2 separate regions of the Arachis hypogaea genome follow, and region 1 is linked to region 2. A link is a contact called in public Hi-C data. All regions are on one chromosome and are shown on one strand. Each heading gives the region's core, a stretch centred on a gene start, on an enhancer-like site or on the middle of the called end of the contact. The rest is flanking DNA. Distances are from core to core; before and after follow the strand shown.

Region 1 (2,700 bases), core at 196-2,695, 85 kb after region 2:
TAATAATAATAATAATAATTTTACTAATATATTTTTTAATGACACATTTTAAATATACTATGAAAAAATTATTGTACCAAAAATTATTAATTAAATTTTCATTGTGTTGAATAGGTTAAAAATTAAAATTTTTTTGGAATAAATATTCAAATTGGTTTTAATTAAAGAATTTTAGATTGGATATTTTAGTTTACAACAATTTTTTTTCACTGGAACTATTTGAAAATTATTTTTATCAGATAAATTAATCATTTCGTCATTTTCAATTAAATTTTTTAATCTGCGTGTTAAACAAATAAAATAAATTAATCCCCATCAAAACAATGACCAGACCAATATATCCAACATGAATAATTTTTGAGGAGTAGTTACAGGAAATAAAAATTTATTAAAGACTAAAACGTTTGAATTAAATTTTTTTAAAGACTAATTTCTGTGTTTATTTTATTATTATTATACTACTAAAATATATCTTTATCTTTATTATACCATATAGTTAAATTGTAATACTAATAATGTTATTAGTGCAAATAAATAATTCTATTATAAATAAATTACTATCTCTGATTACTCATTAAATATTAAAAAAAATATTCAAAGGTCAGCAAAATTTTGTTTTTTTTAGTTATTCATCCAACTCATTTAGTTTAGTAATTCAATAACATGTTTTTAATTAGTCTATATTTTTATACATTGATATTTAACTATTAGACAAAAACAATAAATTTTATTAATTTTCTAACATTCTTCAAATATTAATTTGACAAAATTATATATATATATATATATATCTTTCAAATTTACCACTAGAAATAATAAACCCTACTATCATACATGCTGAAAATCCGTTATTAGTCAAAGATGGATACCGGAACAATACAATGAGTTCCCCAGAGAAGGACACAGATAAAATTATATTTGATTCAAAGAGCCACGTAGGTAGCAATTATATTATTATTATAGAAAACTTGGATTTTAATTTGCTGATCCTCCTATATATTTTGTCATTTTCACCCAAAAGTAGGATCTGCCTATATATATAGCCTATAGTAAATTCACTAAATTGATTGGTTTAAAGACATAGGTGGTTAGGCACAGTACATTAATTACTGATTAGCATGCAATATCTCATTTTTGTATTTTAATAATGTATTAATTAGTTTCAGTTCACCTCTCTCTCTCTCCACTTGTTACATGCACTACAGTAAATTGCGGGCAGAATATGCCACAATTTCTGTTTGGTGTTCGTCACCCATTAGAACGAACCAATTGTCTTTTTATGTCTTAACAACTCGAATTATTGGATGATTCATGTCACCTAGCTAGGGGGATTAATTAATCCAACACTAAATTATTTAATAACATGTCAAGTCTAGAATAATTGTTGTATTGTATCTAGCTTACTTTAGATTATCTTCAAGATTATATGTAGGTTACATTATATTGGTTAAGGGTTGGGTTATTGTGGGACTCGTGAACATGATGAAATGAAAGGGACAAGGACCTAAAGGGTATTTCACAGAAATCGCTAGTATTGGTGTTTTTTTTTTTCCCTTTTTTGTGGCACCTAATCTTAAAAATCGTAGGGAGATTGGTGTGATGATTCATTGGTTTCCAGCACAACCGCAACTGACAATTGACATTAATATATAATATACAATATATTCTAAACGAATAACATGCATATGAAAAGAGTGGTCCAAACAAATTATATAGTTTATTATTACAGATATGATGTTTTTCTAAAGTTTGTTTCTTTTTATAGCTTTTCATTGTAAACTCGGTGATAAAAATGCTATGTATATGCATAGCATTGTGACATCAATAATTGAGAAGTAGCTAGTACTGACCATAGTAGCGTAGCAAATGCTTGAAATTAATACATGAAGGAATCTTGGATTCGATCAAATTCAAGATGTTACTTAAGATAATTTAGTTTGCGCACTACTTGAAGCTAATAGTTTTGATTGAGATATATATTATTTATAAATAAGCTAGTTCAAGCTTGAGTTATTAGGGCTACATAGTAAGGGCAAGGCCAACCCAACCTAGCTTCGAGTCTCAACTAAGTATCTTGTAGTACACAATAGAAAAGCTGCCAATAAGGTCGTTATAGATCGTAAAAAGAGTAAAATATAATTTTTATTCATAAAAATAAAAAAAATCTGAAAATTAAACCAATCACCAAACCAATAAATTTAAAAATTCAAAAATTTAAAATTCAACTAATATTTAATCAGAATTGAATGAGATATAATAAAATAATATATTTATGCAAAATATATATTTTTTTAAAAAAGTTATTTTTTATATTTTGTTATTTTTAATCAATTAACCTTTAAAAAATTCTACTAGTTTAATCGGTTAACCACCCCCGCTCCCACCATCGTACCCCCCACCACTGTCACTACCTCCTCCACCTCGATGACTGTCGTCGTCACTTCCGTCATCTCCGTCACCACTATCGTCGTCCTCAGCACTACTATCATCCTGCCTGCCTCTACCTCTGTGTTAGGCTCCACCACGACTACGACCTATAGCTCCTCGCACTCCACGAGACCTCCTACCTCGCCTCCCATGACCCCTCCCCTCCATTCTATTATTGATGGCCTCCTCCAACTGAATCCACTCACGCTGGCTCGATCATGTCCCTACACGCTGCCTCTGCGCAACCTGACGGTTGTCTGGAACATCTGGAAT
Region 2 (2,700 bases), core at 38-2,537:
CTTTCCTATGTAATCTGCATATCACAATAAGGCCATTTAAACATAAACCTGTAATAACATTCAAGATCATATCTTAACAAAATAAAAAGTATGTCGATGTAACGTACCAAACAACAAATTTTCATCCATTGGAGCATTTGCCTCAAGTTCAGCAAATGGGCACATTTTGAATGGGTTAAAAGGAAAGTCTCAATTGGAAGGACTTCCACGTCTGTCTTTGTATAGAAGCTAAGCTTGTACTTATGAGCAGTTATCCTTACCTTCTCATTGTTAATTTTCACAATAAAATTTGGCATATTATACATGGCATGCTCTTTTATTCTCTCCCTGAACAAATCCAACCCATGCTTGCATATCGTTGCATGAATTCTATCACCCTGCAAAACATTTTAAAACCCAAGAAACTAAAACTTGTTAGAAAGGCACTCAAGAAGAATATGCAATGTATAATAATCACTCATTCAATACCTGCTCATCTTGCAAAACCATCTCCAAGTTAAACACCTCATTCTGGTTTCACTGGCTGGAAAACTCATACAATCGGGCAACACCCACGACTAATGACCAAGTAAGCTTGTTTGATGTCTCTGATCAAGTCTATTTTTGCAGCCATTCTTTGCACTCTAAAACTGCTTCAACCAAAAGTTCTACTAGGTACAATTAACAATAGATTTATATTTTCTATGTAACCTGTAGAGTTGTTCCTCTATTAATGAATGGAATGAGCAGAAAAAACTGAGATTTTTAAAGAATTCCGATGAGCGTCAAAATAGAATGTTCCAAATCTAATCATTTATTAATCGCAAATCTTTACACATGAACGGAAAGATATGCTACTTGCATCTGGAATTTAATTTTGTTAAAAAATTTGACCAACGAAGCCGTCACTTCTACACTTTTTTTTGAAGGAACACTGTAACTACTTCGTCCACTGAGATGTTATTTTCGCGAACAGTCTTGCTAAAAGGATAATAATTTTTTTTTTTTGGATGATAGTCGACAATTTTTGGAGGCTTCTTTATGCAAAAGCCAATACATTGCAATGGATTTGTATTTTCATTTTAATGGAAGGAACACTATTCATTGCGGACAACGTGTTATCACCTCTGAAACTTTAGAGTTAGGTGTTCTTAGTGAGAACACTCTTCAAATCTCGTGTACTGAACTGCTTAATTATTATATTTTAAATAGATATTAATCTCTAATACTTTCCTATTCTTTAATTAATTCATGAAATGTGAGACTCACAGAATACCAAAAGAAAAAAAAAACGGTCATTGAGACATTATATGAAAAACTTTATTTTATTTTAAAATTGAAGGAGGCGGACAACACATAGCCATAAATAATGGCGATTGGTAGTGGAAGGTAACATTAACATAATAGAGCCACCGACAGCCAATTTTACATAAACACTAGGATTGTATTATTAATTCTTATTAAAGAAAACAAAAATCATCCAAAAATGATGTATATTACAAAAGTAATATGAGCACATAAAGAATCAATTATGTAATTAATTTTATATGTGCTTGTATTTAATATATTTTAATGTATATTTGGTATTTTTATAATGTTTCTTTTCAAATGACTCTATTAAATTATGTCTTAACCTTAGTGGCACAGCAACACTGTATGTATGAGTTAATCAGTTTTGGATTTAGATCATTGTTCAGTGTCTCTTGTTGAAGCAAGAACCACACCTATTACTCTTTAACTTTCTATGTGCAAGTGATGAAAAGGCTCATTACAATTAGGAATGTGGAAGAAGGTGGTGACACTGATGATGCATTGAAGAATCTGAATCTGAATCTGTCCTCAGATTTGGAGAAGAAGAATAATACTACTACTCTCCCTCTTATGCGTTTGATGGGGTTCTTTCTTGTTTCTTTCATGCTCTTCTCTGTGCTCTTCTCACTCTCTGTTGTTCTTAGAGACCCTCCCTCTGATGCTGTTCTAGAAGCTTCACCCACTCTTACTACTACTGTCTTTCAGCAACAAGGTAATTTCTTCATCATTCCCAATGTTTCATTGTGTTAGCTACTTGGTTTAAGATTAACTTGCTTAATTTATTCTTAGCCTGGTGCATTTCAATTTTCTAAGCAAAATGGAACTTTGATTCAGAAAGTATAAGCATTGTTTTACTTCACTACTGTTACCCTAGGGTACTCTATGATGCCAAGATTTTAACTTTTTTAGGGTTCTTACATTTGATTGATTCTCTTTCTAAATGTTCAATTCAACTCATCATTGAGTTCAATGAACTGATTTATCCATGTCCAAAAATTTGTCTTTCTTGTGATTTAGTGCTTTACTATTTATTTGAATTCATTGTTAAGTAATGGAATTTGATGTTCTGTGACTTGAAGGTGTGAACAATATTTCCTCTGATTCTGTTGAGAAGCCAATTGATAAACTGATTGGTGGCCTTCTAATCGATGGATTCGATGAAAGATCTTGTCTCAGCAGGTATCAATCAGCCAATTATCACAAAGGACTATCACCTAAACCTTCTTCTTACCTTGTTTCTAGGTTAAGAAAATATGAAGCTCTACACAAACAATGTGGACCTTATACCGAAGCTTATAACAAAACTGTGAAAGAACTCAGGTCTGGTCAGTTTTCCAAGTCCTCACCTTGTAAATATGTTGTGTGGATTTCATTTAGTGGATTGGGGAATAGGATATTGACCCTAGCTTC

Evidence for each region. Hi-C and Micro-C count contacts between places; a contact is called where the count stands out from the background.
Region 1: a Hi-C map of leaf shows a contact between it and region 2, with 2.9 times the contacts expected there. The contact joins the enhancer-like site here to the promoter of LOC112710124 in region 2. A contact is called at or near these places in 5 of 8 Hi-C or Micro-C datasets (leaf and an unstated tissue).

The regions. Positions count from the first base shown.
Region 1 is chr1:111,003,881-111,006,580 of arahy.Tifrunner.gnm2.J5K5, forward strand. No RefSeq gene overlaps it. Among protein-coding and RNA genes, the nearest start is that of LOC140184047, 5.3 kb to the left of the region's middle. Within about 2 kb of position 1,446, at least 3 of the 3 cell types and tissues checked have open chromatin away from gene starts, as enhancers often do.
Region 2 is chr1:110,919,248-110,921,947 of arahy.Tifrunner.gnm2.J5K5, forward strand. It overlaps LOC112710124 (galactoside 2-alpha-L-fucosyltransferase), which reads left to right and starts at 1,288. Exons shown (of 2, transcript XM_025762237.3): 1 at 1,288-2,002; 2 at 2,370-2,700. The coding sequence starts at 1,735.